Regions from separate parts of the Mus musculus genome. Here region 1 is linked to region 2. The links are chromatin contacts, called in public Hi-C maps. All regions are on one chromosome and are shown on one strand. Each heading gives the region's core, a stretch centred on a gene start, on an enhancer-like site or on the middle of the called end of the contact. The rest is flanking DNA. Distances are from core to core; before and after follow the strand shown.

What was found. A called contact is a pair of places that touch in the nucleus more often than the background predicts.
Region 1: a contact with region 2 is called in a Hi-C map of regulatory T cells, with 1.5 times the contacts expected there. The contact joins two enhancer-like sites. A contact is called at or near these places in 1 of 15 datasets of contacts at CTCF or cohesin (large pre-B cells), 9 of 484 Hi-C or Micro-C datasets (B cells, CD4 T cells, bone marrow-derived macrophages and 5 more), 7 of 115 datasets of contacts at active chromatin or transcription factors (differentiating embryonic stem cells, embryonic stem cells, kidney and 3 more) and 1 of 9 other capture datasets (embryonic stem cells).

What each region holds. Positions count from the first base shown.
Region 1 is chr10:21,713,340-21,719,443 of GRCm38.p6, forward strand. No RefSeq gene overlaps it. Among named protein-coding and RNA genes, the nearest start is that of Gm5420, 26 kb to the left of the region's middle. Within about 2 kb of position 4,517, at least 4 of the 459 cell types and tissues checked have an H3K27ac peak or open chromatin away from gene starts, as enhancers often do. A contact at or near this core is called in regulatory T cells, where this site is marked.
Region 2 is chr10:21,469,312-21,474,654 of GRCm38.p6, forward strand. No RefSeq gene overlaps it. Among named protein-coding and RNA genes, the nearest start is that of Aldh8a1, 95 kb to the left of the region's middle. Within about 2 kb of position 1,345, at least 34 of the 459 cell types and tissues checked have an H3K27ac peak or open chromatin away from gene starts, as enhancers often do. A contact at or near this core is called in regulatory T cells, where this site is marked.

The DNA of each region.
Region 1 (6,104 bases), core at 3,267-5,766, 250 kb after region 2:
GTATATAACTGTTGTTATGAGAGATAAAAAAGATGTACTTCAGTAGGTAGCAAAAGATGCTGATATGATTTTTAAAACATACTAAACATAGATGTCTTTTCCTGTACTTCAAAGCAATAGGATAGCACGAGGGACTTGATATAGAAATGACTTTATTTTGGCTTACAGATCCAGGTTACAGTTTGTCATCCTGGAGAAGTCACAGTAACAGACGTTGAAAGGAACTGGTCGCATTGTGTCCAAGGTCAGAAGCAGAGTAGTGTGAACACTGGGCTGGTCTCACTTTCTTCTCACTTTTACATAGCCCCAATGGGAATCATTACCACCCACTGTGCTGTGCCTTCCCATCTCGAACAACCTAAGCAAAACCACCTCCCAGGGACATCCAGTTATCTACCTCTGGGTGATTCCATTTCTCATCAAATGGACAACGGAGGTTAAATAGCACAATGTGTATTAACTTTTTTAAATAATTCAAGATTATCAAGCTTAAGTAGTAATTGGAGTATATGTAAAAAGTGTTTGTAGAAATTTAAAAATACGGGTTAAGTAACCCAATCCAAAATTCTAAAACCCCTATATTCCAAAACTCAGAAATGTCTTGAGCACCGATATAATGTCACAAATAGTGTGTTCCAAACATGGCTGTGAAAAAATGTTGTATAAGCCTCAGGACAGACAGACAAACAGACAGATAGATAGTGTATATGGAACACAAATTAATTTCATGTTTAGACTTGAGTCTTGTCCCCATCTCATTATGAATGTGCAAATATTTCAAAATTCAAAGAGAAATCTAAAATCTGAACCATTTCTGGTCCCACTAATTTTTTTTTTTTTTTTTTTTTTTTTTTTTTTTTTTAAAGATTTGTTCATTCATTACATGTAAGTACACTGTAGCCGTCTTCAGACACACCAGAAGAGGGCGTCAGATCTTGTTACAGATGGTTGTGAGCCACCATGTGGTTGCTGGGATTTGAACTCCTGACCTTCGGAAGAGCAGTCGGGTGCTCTTACCCACTGAGCCATCTCACCAGCCCCTGGTCCCACTAATTTCAGATAAGAGATATTTAGCCCGTAACAGCTCATAAGTTGGGCTCAAGTCCAGACCTTGTGTTGAATAGTATGAAAAGTAAACTAACAGATTGAAGTTAGCACAGGTGAGGTAGAAGAGATGCTTGTGTGGTTAATATGGGACCCAATTATAGCAGGCATCAGGAGGCAAAACTGTGGAGTGTCCAGGGAGAGGAACTGAAGGTGTTAGCAGAATTTTGGGAGGAAGCTGGTCTTTGGGAAGATTGGCTTAGCAATGGTAGTTCAAGGTAGGAGAAGAGGGTGAAGGCCAAGAAATATGACATGTCTTTAGGTATTATGATGATTTTCAATTGCAGAAATTCTAAAATTCACTATATGATTTTTTGAGTAATTTTAATAGTTTGATCTCATGATTAAAATATAACTTTCACCTTCGTTTTTGGTGTCTGTGGTCCCAAGGAATCCACAATGTATACTCCTACCACAAAGCTTATGTAGACATGACTGAAAGCAATGCACAACTGGTACAAAATAAATATTAGTTGACATTCACATAACTAAAGCTTCTTCATGTGTAAGCATTTACACATGAAGCAAGACTTTTAAAATACAAATAGCATTAAATAAATTCTAAGTATAAACCCGAGATTCACACCCCCACCCCTGTCCTCGTACCCTAACACCAACTGTTTTTATTGCCCATATTCTTCACTGTGAACTTTGTTCCCATGTGGCTCTCTGCAATATCAGAACAATTACCCCCCTGTTCTCAAATGAGACTTGCTAGTTGGGAGTTGGCAGTATGATCTAGAAGTTTCTTTCCCTTTGGGCTTTTTACAGACCGTATTGGGATAACCCCTATGTGTACCCAACTCTCTCTAGGAGTCTGCAAGGTTAACCATCATCTGAATGACCAAAGGCATCAGCCAACGTACTCTCTTTGTGTGTGTGTGTGTGTGTGTGTGTGTGTGTGTGTGTGTATTCTATTTGCTAAACTAGATGGACATTAATCTCTCTAGTGAGTTGAACATTAAGTCATTTATTATGTCTCATAGGGGTGTGGATTCGCCACATATATTTTTTAAAGAAATTAAACCATGGCTATTTATTGCTGAAATGCTTCTAAGATCCAGTTATCATTATTGAGAGGAAATGTCTTAATATTGATTCCGTTCATATTTAGTCTAGTTACATGGATTGTGTGCACAGGTTTGCAATTATCCCCAGTGAGTCAGACTTTCCTGCCTGGAGGCAAAGCTCTAGGTTATACTGAATTCATTCAAAAATGTTGGGTTTGTTTGTTTAAATAATCCTTTTTAACAAAGCCCCAAAACTTGAAAGGTATCCAAATATACTGCCAGACCATGGCTTCAGCAGCCATCTGATACTAAAAATATAAAAAGATCGTGATTTCCAATGACCTTGATTTACATAAATTTATATACATATCTTTATCCTTGTAGATGTACAGAAGCTAGAATAAAATTAAGCAATATTGCTGTTAGGAATTTGTTGTGTCCGGCCAGCAGACCACAACCTGGGTTCTAGCCTGGAAAGGCATTTTGGAAACCTGGAAGAGAAGAGGGGCTAGGTGGTGAGAGAAAGGAATGTAGCCAAGACAGTTACTCTGATCAAGGCTCAAATTTTATTGTTGCGACACTAGTTATGAAGGAAGGGGGAGGGGACCCGATTCCCGCCAAATAATCTCAGGTCCAGTAGAAAGGTGCACGTGTGTGGCTCCGCAGGTTCCAGCAGTGGGCGTGGCAGAACGAATGAGCAGGAAGCTCCACCCCGAGCAAGCAGGTTTCAGGCTGGGGGAGGGGAGACTACAGGAATTGAGTGTATGCTAGAAGAAAGAACCTGTTTTTACAGAGCTAGAAAGATGGTTCAGTGGCTAAGAGCATGTACTGCTCTTGCAGAGGACCTGAGTTTGGTTTGTAGTACCTGGTGTGTGTGTGTGTGTGTGTGTGTGTGTGTGTGCATTCATGTGTAAATGTATAGACATACATACATGGTACACAGACATGTGCATAACTGTCTGTAACTCCAGCTCCAAGATCTGATACCCTTTTCTCTGTGAGCTCCCTCCTGAATCCACATGGTGCACATAAACTCACACATGCACACACATACATGTATCAATAAAAAATATACAAAAATTAAAATAGTTGCATTCTAATAAAACCATATTTCAAAGAAGAACAGATTTTCAGACCTCTGTGTACTCAAACTGAGGCCTAATACCATTTAATCTGCTGTAAAGTCCACCAGAAAGAAGAGAGTGATTTGTGATATATGTTCATACATATATATATATGAACTGTGTGCAACTTTCTGTTCTGACCACATTGCCAACTATCTACGTGATACTCGTTTCCCAAGAATAGAGTGGAAAATAACTGTGTAGTAAGTGATAATATCCTCTCTCAAGCTTAACAATGCTCCCTGTTTATGGAAATTTAGAGATCCCAGAAGGTTTTGCAAAAACATCTTTCACCACAAATTACTTTCTCTTGTATCATGCTTTTATAAACATTCATGTATCAAATATCCTTTGAAACTGAGATTATTGTCCATGATAATAAGCGGTAATAATAAAATAAATTTATATTGGGAAATGTTTCACCAAAGTTACCTATGCAAATTCCCAGAAGCTCTAGTGAATTACTAGCTAGTCTTACTAAATTGATCGGTCAGGACGTTGAAGACTAGTAAAGGAAGTAATTTCGAATTCTCAAAGCAAGTCAATAAAACTCACAATGTGAATGTATGGCAGGTTCTCTCCAACAGCCTGTGCTGATTATAGCAGAGCAGCCACTAAAAATCCTCCAAAGGGTCACACTCAAACTGCTTCATTGTCAACTAAAGAATGTCATCTTACTCAAAGTCAGAGATCTCTATCAACCTTGGTCTTCCTCTGGCTTTGTTTGGTACCTAAAGCACTTTCTTACCAGTAGAAACGAGTATCTCTGTTCTTGCCTATGTCCTTTCCCACCAGGACGCTGCCATGTCCAATGAACGTACAATTATTTTTAAACTTCTTTCCATGAGGTGATCTCTACATGCCAGCTGGGAAGAGAATGTAATCAATCCAGGCCACAGAAGGTGAAGTGTGGGTCATGCGATGAGCAGGAGGTGGTGAAAGGGGTATTCGATGGGACTTTCCATGAGACTGCTAAGCTCAATAGCAAAGTCTGTCTCGTTCCAGGTCTGAGAGCTCCCGGTGCTCACAGGATACTCAGTCGTGGAGTCAGCTCAGGTGGAGAGCGAGTTTCTCCTGGATCAATAATGGTGTGGAGGAGGAAGATAAAGGGGAGGAGACAAGAGCACAAGGCAAGAAAAATGGAGAAATGGAGGAAGGGAAGGGGAGAAAAGAAAAAGACAAAAGACTAAGGACAGGAAAGGGCAGGGAGGAAGGCAAGACTTTATGCACATGTATCTGTTTCTATTCTTTGAAAAACAGTAGCTTTCATGTGGCCAATAAAGATGGCTTTTGTTAAAGGGTGACGTATCATCCGGCCAGTGTCATAGTTTCTGAAGCTGTGTATCAGCAGTTACTAATCAGGCAATCACAGTGTAGTCAAAAGACTAAATGGAAGTATAGCTACTCAAGTCAAAGAACAATGCAATCACATCTGTGCTCATGCTTGGACACCTGTTGATCAGTCTCTAGTTTTGTTGTTAGGCACGCAGAGGGCTTGGATGGGCATCTGCCTGCCATTCGGGCACTCTCTGCTCACAAAACACCAGTGGCATCCGCTTAGGTCCAAGTCTGAAAGCCCCGGGGTACCACTCCTTCCTTTTCCTTACGCCAATAAAGTGAACTGAGAGAAAGAAATCTCTTTTTGACTGATGGAAATGAGCCAGGGATGTCAGCCCAGCCCTCCTCCTCCTCCTCTTTGCCTCCTCTGGGTAAGGCTTTCTGCTTCCCAGGCCTCTGTTATAGCAACAGCAGCTTAGCTCTCTCTTCTCTGTAATCCCGTTTATGTGATCTTTCCAAAACACTGGCACATTGAAGTCCCTTTCCTTAAGAAGCTTAAACTCCCTGCCTGCCTTGCCTTTGCCTGAGGAGAAAATTTAAGCCCCTTAAGCAAGCACCAAGGACTCTTGTGACTTGCCATCTTTAACTCTGCAGTCGCTGCTTCTCACTCGAGCTTCACCTACAGGTTGTATGAAATGGCAAACAGTCCTGGACACAATCACGTCCTTTCCTGGGGCCACAGCTGTGGCTAGGCTGCTTCATCAGCCACCTTCTCTTTTGCTCCGTAAGCAGCTGACCGGCATCAGCTCTCCCATGGCATCTTACTGCTCTCACCTGACCCTACAGGTCGCCTGTGCCCACAGTCTGAGAAGCTGCTTTGGTGGCTGCTCGTCTCTTCCACTGTCACCTTCTGCATGGAGATACCTGTTAGAATCTGCTCCTTTCTGTCTTCACACTACATTTTGAACTCCTTCTAGCAGACACAGAACAACAGAGTAACTCAATTAAATACACTTTTGTCAAATATTAATGACTTAATAGTATTCACTAAGAGCCGACATGGTAAGAAGAAGGAGGAAGAGGACAAGGAGAATGGGGAAGAAGAGGAGGGATAAGAACAAGAAAGTTGTGGCAGATGGTGATGATGGTGGAGTTGTTTCTCTGTAGTGTTAATTAAACGGTTAAAACAGTGAGAAACCAGAGTCGGTTCCTAAGCTCGCTCAATTGACTTGCCTTTAGGCAAAACTGTTCGCCTGTTTCAGTGTCAACCAACTGATCTATAAACACTGGAAACGTCAAAGTTGTTTGTAAAGACAAGTGAAATATAAAGTACCTACAAGATAACACAGGCTTTATTAAGATCCTAGTAATTAAGGATTTTACAACTAAAAATCTGGTAAATGGGAACCGCAGCCCCTGGAAGCTATTTTCTGATTTGGGAATCAGCCAAGCCAAGGCCCTTCACCTAGGAGTTGAAGATGGAGGGTTAAGTAGAGAAACCACCCTAGCCCAGAAGTGAGGAAACAGGAACAGCAGAAGGAAGGAGGGGCCACTGGTCCCATCAGGGAGGGGTCCTCACACGCTCTGC
Region 2 (5,343 bases), core at 95-2,594:
ATGGAATCACAGCATGAGACAGGAAAGGAGATCTAGGGTCCCACCCCTAGCCAAGAACCTCTTTGCAGCTGATACCCACTGGCAAAGGGAAAAAAAACCCTCAGTTTTTCTCCAGTGGAATTCCACTGAGTAAGTATCTCAACCACACTCCAGGATAGACCCATGCCCGGGAGTAGTTGACAAAACAAAGTCAATAGATATTTTTTGTTGACTTTTTGTTTTGGCTTTTTTTTTTTTCCATCTTTTTGGTCCTTTGCTTGTTTGTTTTGATTTTCATTTTTGAGGATTTTGTTTGCTTTGCTTTTGGTTCTTTTGAAAGAGAGAGGGAGGGAAAAAGCATTTACGTTGGGTGGGAAAGGAGATATGGAGGATCTGAGAGGAGTCAGAGGAGAAACACATTGCACGAAAATATTTCTTGTTAAAAAAGAAAGAACTCTAGCTAAACGTATGTCCAGCAAGCCAGCAAATAGCATCACCTGATGGTTTTTACCTCAAAGTCTTGCTCAAGTTCCTGCCCTGACTTTCTCAGTGATGGACTGTAACCCCTAAAATGAAACAAACCTTTTACTCTCCCAAGTTGCTTTTGGTCAGTGTGTTTTTAATCACAACAACATAAAGAAAACTAGAGCAGACAGCAATCTGTGAAACCAGCACTTTCTACTATGTAACACCAGGAATACTTTAAGCAGAGTGGACATCATAGCCCTTTGTTGGAATGAGTTTAAGGTGAGACTAGTGTGGGTCATTATTGCAGGTATCAAAATGAGACACTGGGGGCTAGAAGGGGACAGGACTGAGGTGGCACACTCTCAGTCTTTTAGCAACTGAGATGCTGGGTGCTTGCCAAGTAGCTTAGTGTGGGACAGTGCAGGGTACAAAGTTCAGCCACTGGTAATCCAGTTTTATCCAAGATCAGAGCTCAGTAATCCGTTTTTATCAAGGTTTCTCTTCTTCTTCCTCCTCCTCCTCCTTCTTCCCTCCCCCCTCCTTCCCCTCCTCCTCTTCTTCCTGCCCTCCCCACTTCCTCCTCTTCCCCCTTCTCTTCTCTACCTACCCCCCTCCTCTTAGCTTTCTCCTTTTCCTCTGATGCTTTGTGCTTTAAGCACTCAAACTGTCTTCCTCCAGTCAGGTCAAACTTGAAAATGCTCAACGAAAAGCTACTAAAAGACCAGGGTAACAGCAGAAGCTGAGAGTAATTTCTAAAATTAGAAGATGAAATAATGAAATATAAAAATTACTAGGTTGTTCTTTAAATATAAAAACAGTAACATTGCCACCATCCGTTCAAACAAAGCACCATAAGAAGTGTAGTTGTAAAGTTTTAACAGCTGCAGCCGAGCTGCTACCGCTCACGCGGACTCCCAAAGCAGTGCGTGTGAAATGAAAGCCGATGAGTCACAGCCCAGACGTATCAGATTATAAAAAATATGTCAATTTCTAAAATCGATCATGCATGTATGCATGTCAGAGTCAACTCAAGATGTTTTGGATGTGAATCTGGTGCTGCGGAGTAGGACCATTTTGAAGTTGTGATGGCGACGAAGGTGGTGAGAAATCTGCCGGTCGCCATGACGAGGAGAAGCGCAGCCCATGCTGTGCTTCTTCCGGGATGCAGATCCTTAACGGAAGCAGATCTGTCGGGCTGACGCTGGTGGCTGAGGCAAAGGCCCATTCACTGCCTTCTGCAATGATGATAATAAGAAGCACAGCCCATCCTGCTTCGAGGAGGCAGGTCTGTCTGACGCTGGTGGCTGTGGCGAGGACCCGTTCACTGGGCACATCTGCAGAGCTACTACATGAACTTGGACTTCATCTTGCCCTTCTTAAGTGTCAAAGATAGTGACAGATTATCGCTTGTTGACAGGTTGGGAAAAAAAAAAAGCATGCAGCACTGGATAGCATTACTTTCATTTAATGATCTTTCTTTTATAAAAATTAAACCATTCTAAAAATTTTCCTAAATATTCCCCATTCTTTGTGTTTTTCAGAGTCTGGCTATGTAGCCCCACTTGGCTTGAACTTGTTGCATAGACCAGAGTGATTGATCCCAATTCATAGTAGAACTTCTATTTCAGCTTCCAAAGTATGCAGGCTATAGGTGTGTACCATAATGTCCATCCTCTACAAAGAAGTTTCTAAATGGTGAGAAGCTGGAAGCAATCCCACTAAAATCAGGGACTAGACAAGGCTGCCCACTTTCTCCCTACCTATTCAACATTGTACTTGAAGTCCTAGCCAGAGCAATCTGACAACAAAAGGAGATCAAGGGGATACAAATTGGAAAGGAAGAAGTCAAAATATCACTTTTTGCAGATGATATGATAGTATATATAAGTGACCCTAAAAATTCCACCAGAGAACTCCTAAACCAGATAAACAGCTTCGGTGAAGTAGCTGGATATAAAATTAACTCAAACAAGTCAATGGCCTTTCTCTACACAAAGAATAAACAGGCTGAGAAATAAATTAGGGATACAACACCCTTCTCAATAGTCACAAATAATATAAAATACCTTGGCGTGACTCTAACTAAGGAAGTGAAAGATCTGTATAGTAAGAACTTCAATTCTCTGAAGAAAGAAATTAAAGAAGATCTCAGAAGATGGAAAGATCTCCCATGCTTATGGATTGGCAGGATCAATATAGTAAAAATGGCTATCTTGCCAAAAGCAATCTACAGATTCAATGCAATCCCCATCAAAATTCCAACTCAATTCTTCAATGAATTAGAAAGAGCAATCTGCAAATTCATCTGGAATAACAAAAAACCTAGGATAGCAAAAACTCTTCTCAAGGATAAAAGAACCTCTGGTGGAATCACCATGCCTGACCTAAAGCTTTATTACAGAGCAATTATGATAAAAACTGCATGGTACCAGTATAGCGACACACAAGTAGACCAGTGGAATAGAATTGAAGACCCAGAAATGAACCCACACACCTATGGTCACTTGATCTTTGACAAGGGAGCTAAAACCATCCAGTGGAAAAAAGACAGCATTTTCAACAAATGGTGTTGGCACAACTGGTGGTTAACATGTAGAAGAATGCGAATTGATTCATTCTTATCTCCTTGTACTAAGGTCAAATCTAAGTGGATCAAGGAACTCCACATAAAACCAGAGACAGTGAAACTTATAGAGGAGAAAGTGGGGAAAAGCCTCGATGATATGGGCACAGGGGAAAAATTCCTGAATAGAACAGCAATGGCTTGTGCTGTAAGATCGAGAATTGACAAATGGGACCTCATAAAATTGCAAAGCTTCTGTAAGGCAAAGGACACTGTCAATAAGACAAAAAGGCCACCAACAGACTGGGAAAGGGTCTTTACCTATCCTAAATCAGATAGGGGACTAATATCCAATATATATATAAAGAACTGAAGAAGGTGGACTCCAGAAAATCAGATAACCCCATTAAAAATGGGGCTCAGAGCTAAACAAAGAATTCTCACCTGAGAAGCACCTGAAAAAATGTTCAGCATCCTTAATCATCAGGGAAATGCAAATCAAAACAACCCTGAGATTCCCTCTCACACCAGTCAGAATGGCTAAGATCAAAAATTCAGGTGACAGCAAATGCTGGCGAGGATATGGAGAAAGAGGGACACTCCTCCATTGTTGGTGGGATTGCAAGCTTGTACAACCACTCTGGAAATCAGTCTGGTGGCTCCTCAGAAAATTGGACATAGTAGTACCAGAGGATCCCGCAATACCTCTCCTGGGCATATATCCAGAAGATGTTCCAACTGGTAAGAAAGACACATGCTCCACAATGTTCATAGCAGCCTTATTTATAATAGCCAGAACCCAGATGCCCCTCAACAGAGGAATGGATACAGAAAATGTGGTACATTTACACAATGGACTACTACTCAGGAATTTTATGAAATTCCTAGGCAAATGGATTGACCTGGGGGAGGAGAGAGTACAGATATGTACTCACTGATAAGTGGATATTAGCCCAGAAACTTAGAATACCCAAGATACAAGATACAATCTGCAAAACACATGAAACCCAAGAAGAACGAAGACCAAAATGTGGGCACTTTGCCCTTCTTAGAATTGGGAACAAAATACCCATGGGAGGAGTTATAAAGTTCGGAGCTGAGACAAAAGGATGGACCATCTAGAGACTGCCATACCCGGGGATCAATCCCATAATCAGCCCCCAAACGCTGACACCATTGCATACACTAGCAAGATTTTGCTGAAAGGACCCAGATATAGCTGTCTCTTGCGAGGCTATGCCAGGGCCTAGCAAACACAGAAGTGGATGCTCATAGTCAGCTATTGGATGGATCACAGGGCCCCCAATGGAGGAGCTAGAGAAAGTACCCAAGGAGCTAAAGGGATCTGCAACCCTATAGGTGGAACAACAATAAGAACTAACCAGTACCCCCCGGAGCTCGTGTCTCTAGCTGCATATGTAGCAGAAGATGGCCTAGTCGGCCATCATTGGAAAGAGAGGCCCATTGGTCGTGCAAACTTTATATGCCTCAGTACAGGGGAACGCCAGGGCCAAGAAGTGGGAGTGGGTGGGTAGGGGAGTTGGGGGGGGGGTATGGGGGACTTTTGGGATAGCATTGGAAATGTAAATGAGAAAAATACCTAATTAAAAAATTAAAAAAAGAAGTTTCTACATAAAATCTTTTTTTAAAAAAACTTGTGTATTTTCATGTGTATGAGTGTTTTGCCTGCATATATACACACATGTGTGTAACTGGTGCCCAAGAAGGCCAGAAGAGGGTGTCAGATCCCCTGAGACTAGAGTTACAGACAGTTGCGAGGTGCCACATGGGTGCTGGGGATTGAACTGGGATCCTCTGGGAAAGCCCATATTCCTCTTAACTGCTTGAGTAGATCTTTAAGCTCCAGACCTTTAAAACCTATTTTAAAAACCCTTTTAGTAATAAAAAAGGAAACATTTTAAGGATTTCTCACATTTCAGTAGGGTTTCTTACTTGAAGACCAAGGAAGGAATACGTTTGGCTATGCATGTATTATAGCATGTAGTTTAAAAAAAAAATCAAACCTCGCTAAGTCTGGCTAAGTCGGTGGTCTTGCCCTAGTTCCCGTTGGATTCCCGCCTGCCAGCTTGCTGCCAAGCTGCTCACACTTCCCAGGCCATCCATTCCCCTGTGGCTAGCCTGCAGAAAGCCAGATGCTGCCTGCTCAGATCTCCTTAGCCCCGTGAAATGATAACACTCGAGACTTGTAACATACCAACCAGATTTATAGCAGTAAATCTCCACCCCCAAAAATGGTGGCAGCTCCAAGAACACAAAACCCAATTGATATAAATACAAGCTGCACAGCTAGATGGGGCAAATGTTCTTACTCT